Linked DNA regions of Mus musculus: region 2 is linked to region 1. Evidence: chromatin contacts called from public HiChIP or PLAC-seq data. All regions are on one chromosome and are shown on one strand. Each heading gives the region's core, a stretch centred on a gene start, on an enhancer-like site or on the middle of the called end of the contact. The rest is flanking DNA. Distances are from core to core; before and after follow the strand shown.

Region 1 (3,523 bases), core at 672-3,171:
TTGATCCTGTTCTGAACTGACTAGTGTTTCTTTGTGGCTTTCTCTCCTGATGTTCATTGATCACTGGTTCTGTGTTTTTGCAGGTGCCACATGCTTGTTAATGTGTGTGCTAGAATCCTTACAGAGCTGTATGTGCACTTCAGAAAAGAGAAAGTGCATCTTACATACAATGATTTTAGAGTCAAACACACATGCTTTTGATTTGAGCACAAGAGATCATTAGAAAGCTAGTTAATTTGTGTGACCCAGCCTCCTCATTTGTAAATAGTAGGTAATATTTACCCTGGAAGGTTCACAACCCTCTCTCTTCATCCCCTTGAGTTTGCCATGCCTTCAGCTTCAGTTTCTCATTGGCCCTTTGCTAAAATAACCCTCATGCTTCCAGTCTCATCCTAGATACTGTGCTCTGTGGAAGCCTGCAGCCCTCTGGTCAAGTTAGTTTTCTTGCCCGTGTTCTCATTTATTACATTGCCTCTGCCCGTGTCTTGGCATCAGCCTCTGAACTGTCTGGTCTCTGCCCTTTCTTTCCACTTTGAGAAACTGCAAATTCCATAAAAATGGGAACTGTGATTTGCAAAACATCAAATCCCATCTTTGCTCTTCCTCATTCCTTTTAATCCAAAGATTTCTTAAAGCAAGTTATATTAGGTAAGGAATTCATGACTGAAGTTCTGAAGAAAATGCCCACATCTTACTTGATTCTCATTAGCTGGCATTGCAGGAGTTCAGCTCACCAAATTGCTGGCTCCATCCTAGTACTGTATTAGGCTCCAGGCAGTGATCTGCTTTAGGTGTAGAAATTAAATAATGTGTCCTGTGAATTGTTACTAATACCCAGTACTTTCCAATTTCATGAGATTCACAACTGGTTTTTGTATCTGTGAAACTGCCCAAATCACTAAGAGAATGTATTTTCTTAGCAGATTTTCAAAAGTAATAGCAATCCCCACAGTTCATTTGGCACATATAGTTCTAAATATTTTATTAAAAACTCAGCCACATGCAAATTCATTGGAACAACCTAGGCACTTTATTTAGAATACCAACAATGATCACTTGTAGGTATTATCTCATGTTTACTTTAAATGTTGTGACTTCTAAAGTGACATAGCACTAGCTTTGTTATCTTGGACAAGAAATTTTATCCCTTTCTGCCTCAGTCCTTCAGTCTAAAAGATGCAATTGGAGCATTTGCACTGTAGGATTAATGTATGCGTTAAATGAGATGTTACCTGTAAGGATTAGTAGCAATGCTTAGCACTTGGTACAAATGCTGTATAAAGTTAGCTATTATTATATGTCAAGGGTGAATCAGATGTAAGCAAAGCTTTTGGATGAGACTGGAGTTAAATTTCCTGTCAGCTGTATGTTACTCTGTTCCTTCAGCATTCCTATTCAGTAGGGAGGGGGCAGCACTATCCACATTTTACAAACAGTGGAATTGAGCCACAGAGAAGCAAAATGTATAGTGCACGAGTGGCAGCCGAAAACTAAGACTGACTTTGTAGACATAAGTTCCAAAGCACTTTCCAGGTGGCTGAGTTACTGGGCAGTTAATGAGTGTAAGCTTGCCTTTCCAAGTCTGAGCAGAGACCTCCTTTGCCCCTTTTCTGCCAAACATTTATCCTAAAGGCATACCCCTCCCCAATACCATATCAGGTTTTCCTACTGCAACTACAGGAAAAGGATCAGCAAAAGGCCCTTTGTCTTCCTACAGGCTCACCAGAGGGAAGTCTTTGACTCCATCAGGACTGGGACTGTTTGACTCTTTAGAAAAGCAGTCTCCAAGAGTTTGTGGGTGCAGGGAGCCTGAACTCAGACTGTTCAAGAGGACCAAAGACGCGTTGCTTTTCTGTCCACTAGGGGGCTACTTGTAGAAGGCTGGGAAAAAAACAGCTTAAAAATATGCTGCTGAAATTTCAGTAAGAGGGGAAAAGAGAGAGCTTGTGAGAGACAGCAGAGCGGTCCCAGGCTTCCTCATCTCGTTCACGTCAGAGGCAGGAACCGACTGTGCTAAGGCTGTTGGCTCAACACGCAGAGACAGAGCTGGGGCAGCCTCAGAGACAGGGAAAGAAGAGGTCCTCCCTGACCCAAGAAATTACCACGAGTGGAGTAAAGCCATCTGACTTTTTGGTCTTATTTTGGTTGCTTCTTCTCTCCTTCTACTGGTAGACCTACCAGCTGCTGTTTCGTTTCTTTCGTGAAGCCTTCTCTCTGCCTCTCAGAAAAAAAGAGGAAGGCAAGAGAGGGAGAGAGGTGGGCGCTCTAGGTGAGCGCATCAGCTGGCTCCAGCCCGAACGTACAAGAATTCTCTGCTTTGGAAGCTGCTCTAGCTCTCTGCTCTCCGGCTACCCACCCCCCAACCTGGGTAAGTCCGGAGTACTGCGCTCCTCTGTTTCCTTGCTAGCGAGATTTCAGCACCACGGAGAGCGATTAGATGCATGTTTGTTCTTCAAGCCATTTGGCTGTAAGGTTACATCTCTTTCGGCTGCCGATAAAGCGGGGTTCTGCGTAGGGAGAAAAGAAAGGAGAAAGGCGCAAAACTGTGTGTCTACCGAATTAGAGGGGGATATGGACCTTGGCCTTGGGAGTGAGCCTGAGCAAATGTATGTGTGTGCACTGTTGCATAAGACAGGTGAGGTCGGAGCTAGCAGGCTTGTAATTGTGCTAGTCTCCCGTGTGAGGCTGTCCTTTTTATATGTAGCTGGGAGGGAGGGTTTGGGGAAAAGAGTCCTGGGTTTTCCTAAATTAACTCTTTCATACCCAGCCATAGGTGGTGGGAAAGTGTTACAGGAAAAGCCTGGGGGACAGGAGTGGAGGTAGAGTTAAAAGTTGTGCTTCCAGGAGGGAGCTTGGAGAAGCAATATTTTAAAATGTCATTCCCCCCACCCCCACCCCCCAGGATTACCTGGATTCTTGATGTAGTGACAGCCTAACCTGACCTTTTGCTTCCTTTCCTGGTGTCAGTTCCTGGTGGGCAGATGCAACAGGTTAGCCCCAGGCTGGGGGTAAATTTGGGGCTGAGGTCTCTAATTTCACACTTCAAGGAAAATACTCAGCCTGGCAGGGGCTGACTGACTCGAATTATACTATATTTGTAAGCAGGCAGGGAAGACCATCCACTTCTCTCTTACCCTTGGTTGGAGAGAGGAAAAAAGTCCACTCTCCCCTGTTTCCTGGGGGCATTTGTCAGTGACAAGCAGCCCAGAGGAAAGGGTTTGTCTTCACTTGTCTATGGAGTCAGGGGAAAACCTAGACTGGCCCAAGCCTGAAAGTGTCTTCTCCAGCTCCCACCCAGGGCCTCCAGGGCCTCACAGATGGTAGACTGGCATTACTACATTCTACTGCTTTTTCATGGTCTCTCTCTCCCTTTCTCTGTGTCTCTCTCTGCCTCTCTGTCTTCCTGTCTATTCTCCTCCCTCTCCTCCCTCCCCCATCTTCCTCTCTCTCAATACTTTCAATAAGTTACTTCTACCTATCTTGCTTTTTTCCTTAGAGACTCTATCTGCCTGCCCTCATGTCC
Region 2 (3,523 bases), core at 423-2,922, 220 kb after region 1:
GCTTGGCATAGACTTTGACTTGCAGAAGTTACCAAACAGGAAGGAAGCCAGGTGACCCCGTGGCTCTTTAGCAATTTAGACCAAGGTAAGCTCACCGGGCTGGGTCAAACTGCCTGGATCAACTTGCTTCTCTCTTACCCTCGGTCCCCATGCATTTGTGAGCAGCTTATTTTAAGAGCTGATTAGATGAGCCCTTAATAACATTAGAACTTAAATGGCCCCAGATAGGCTTTCAGCTTCTTGCCAAATTGAGACAAATGTGATATTTGGGGCACTGAGCTCCCAGCTTCGTGGCTGCTCTGGACTACAGGCAGGTTCTGAAGCATTTTGCCTTCTCCCCTGATGCCCTGAAGCCTACAAGTGGGTTCGTTTGTATCTTTTGGGGCCCTTTCATCTCTAAAAGGCTAGTATTCTATGTCAATGGTCTTGTTGATCCTATATTTTCAAGGAAAGTTAGGTTGGTGATGAGGAGCCCAAAGAGTTGTATATTTTCATTTCAAGAGCCTACAGGAAATCCTCTCAGTGTCCTCCCCATACTTTCTGGGAACTTTAAGTTCAGGAAACAACCTTTGTTGAGCAACTACTACTTTAAGTCATTTAGTTCAACATTAACGTCAGTAATAGCAGAGTTTGGGTGGATACAACAGAAAATGATAAGATAATGCATTTCTGTTGCCTGAATATGTAAATCATAGGTTGATTCATTTTTAGGAAAAACAGATGTGTTGATCAAATAAATAGATAGAACATTCCAATTTAATTTAATACTCTTCTGTAATTTTTGGGGGGGTGGGAGAGGTAAAAACAGAATGGGAAAAGCAAAGAAAGTTGAAAGTGAACATAAAAGGAACCCCCCCCCGGAAATTGAGGTAAACATATTGCAAACAAACCAAACAGGTGGGCATATCTTCCCTTTTGTCTCTTCTCACACCAGATTTTGCATCCCCAGAACATAGTGAAACTCCTAACTCAAGCTTTCTCCTTTGGATATGGATGGTCTAAGCTTCCTTGGAAATGCACAAGTGCAGTCTACAGCACAGCTTTCATCTTTTCAAAGGAAAGTAAACTGAGTTCACCCTTGCACTGGGGTCAGGAGTCTCCTGCTGAGGTGTTTCCCTGAGCAGAACCAAGGAGCCTCAGGAGACAGCAAAGAGGAGGACGCTGAGGCCTGGGTAGTAGGGTGGACAAACCTGTCCTTCCACTGTGGCCCCACAAGTTCCCAGTTTAGCCCAGCCTTCACTCCCAGATTATTGGGTGGTTTCTAGTGCTTTAAACCATGGCCAGAACCAAATATCTCAGCTGAGTAGGCATAGCTTGCTTTAGCTGTGGGGATTGCAGCAGCTCAGTAGAGGTCAGCCCCCAGGATCATGTTTGATTCTATCTCAAACTCCAGTCAGTATGGGCTCAAAGACTGTTTGATGTGGAGGACTACAAAAGAAATGTCAGGGGCCTCAGCCCCTGAGTTCAGCCCTGCACCCCTGAGAAGTTAATCACCCATCCAATTGTGATGCACTTTCATGGCAAGCACATTGCCTGGAAGGTCACTTCTCATTACAGTGTGTTGCTAGTGTTGTATTTGTGGTTTTCTTTCAACGTCTATGGCTGTGAAAACTCAGTGCTGTTAGGTACATGAGTTTGCTGGCCAGCCCTCTTCCCCTGCCAAACCTTGGGCTGTATACAAAGACTTGTTTCACTCCATCCTCTACTCCAACCCTTGCCAAGGTTCACTCCCCCCCCCCAGTTCCTGCTTTATTCTTCTCCCCCAAAGTCTGATCCAATGTCTCTTTTCTTATTTATATTTTATTCTCTGTAAGCCTTTCTCTCTCTGTTTAGAGAAGACTTGTTTCCATTTAAACAAATAGAAGCAGCTTTCTCTTGCTCCACTGAACCTCTGTTGCCTTCTCTTAATCTAAGCTCTGTGGAAGAAGGTTCTACATTTACATAGCACATTACTCGGTCTTTAACCGTGTGGACAAAAAGAGGTGGCCTACTCACCCACACAGTGAAAGCATTGTGACTTGGCAGAAATACATTTAGTAAGTAGCATGTGCCATGACCACTGTGCATTTGGATCCCATGCAGGGTAGATTTATCAGGATATCAAGGATGCCTAGTCTCTGCCCCAAATGACCCAGTACTGGGATAAATGGAGAGGTGGTGCTGAATACAATGGAGAGGTGCACTGAGAATCAACAGCTGTGCCTTCTGGATAGGAGCCAAGCAAGTTGGACAGGAGGGGACACATGAGGGGAAAAGAACAAAAGAGTGGATCTGTCTGCGTGGAATGAACGGCATGGGAAAAGGAAATGAGGTCACTGGGGCCCAGGTAATGTGAAGTTTAGTGGGCACTGTGCCCACCAGGGAAGCAAGGCATACTGAGGGTGCACATTCTATGTGACACATTAGAAACTTTAACTCCTTGTCGAGAGTAGGGGAAAGAGAGAATTTAGAGCTAAGGCATAGCACAATCAAATTGCCTTTTTAGAAAGATCACTGTGGAGCAGCAATGTGAGAGGACATGAAAAAGGAAGCTGATCTAACAGTTCAGACAGGATGGTTGGGACCTGAACCCAACACAGCTTTGTACATGGATGAGAGCTCCAGACTCGCCTTCTCCATCCTCCACAACTACACTGGGATAGATGATGTCTCTTCTGCCCTAAAACCCCAGAGCATGTGTTGTGCTATTCTTATCGAGCTTACTCGATGTGTACTGCACTTATTGTTCATTTCTGTAATGTTTCTGATCAAATTGTATCGCTCTCTCCCCCTTTGCAAATTACAGTACCTTGCTCACCGTGAGCACTGAGAGAAAGGTTATTTAGTTGAATTGAATTTTCAAGAGCTTCAAACCATGAATAATTGAGGAATCAGCCATGTATAAGTGCTCATCATTTACATAATTGTGTAAACAAGCTGATAAAAAATTTTTATTTTCCCCACTACTTTTATTATCCCGGAATGCCTAACTTCACAGCTCTCCAGGTTTCAGGGAAATAATTTTTAAAAATATGTTCTGTAAGCCACACAGTTTGCATCTCTCTGGGAAAGGGAAGCGGCTGAAGGGAGGGAACACATGATCACATTGGCTAAACATAGAGCCATGTACAAACATTGAGAACAACATCGCCCGAACAGACAGAATCACAATGCGCACTGAGTGCCAGGAGCCACGAACACAGTCCCGAAGGTCAATGTGCAGATACAAATTGATTAAGCTAAGTGCTTACTGAAATTGCCTTGCAACATACAGATGAGAATTGATCAAAAGCAGGAGTGATGTCTATGTTGGAAAAGCTCATGTAGACTTATCCGTTGGCATGTATGTCATCAAAGCAAGTTTAAATTGTCCATGCTTGGCCCCAGATGAAAATATCTGTGCTGTAGTTTCAAAAATAGGTTGCAAGGAGTTAACTGGTACTTACACAGGTTTATGATTGAGTTCCTTGATGTGTAAACTCTGTCGCTCTTCTGTCAACCCTCTGCCACCATATGCTCTCTCTCTTCTCTCTCCCTCTCTCTC

The links. HiChIP or PLAC-seq counts read pairs in DNA pulled down with a chosen protein or histone mark.
Region 2: a contact with region 1 is called in an H3K27ac HiChIP or PLAC-seq map of oligodendrocyte precursor cells, with 4 times the contacts expected there. The contact joins the enhancer-like site here to the promoter of Tnr in region 1. A contact is called at or near these places in 3 of 39 promoter capture datasets (the 3T3-L1 cell line, hippocampal neurons and liver), 2 of 115 datasets of contacts at active chromatin or transcription factors (embryonic stem cells and oligodendrocyte precursor cells) and 1 of 9 other capture datasets (pancreatic islet).

Annotation. Positions count from the first base shown.
Region 1 is chr1:159,521,848-159,525,370 of GRCm38.p6, forward strand. Tnr (tenascin R) reads left to right here and starts at 1,922. Exons shown (of 23, transcript NM_022312.3): 1 at 1,922-2,368.
Region 2 is chr1:159,739,754-159,743,276 of GRCm38.p6, forward strand. The region is part of intron 2 of Tnr (tenascin R); the gene reads left to right. Among named protein-coding and RNA genes, the nearest start is that of Gm31348, 43 kb to the right of the region's middle. Within about 2 kb of position 1,673, at least 18 of the 459 cell types and tissues checked have an H3K27ac peak or open chromatin away from gene starts, as enhancers often do. A contact at or near this core is called in oligodendrocyte precursor cells, where this site is marked.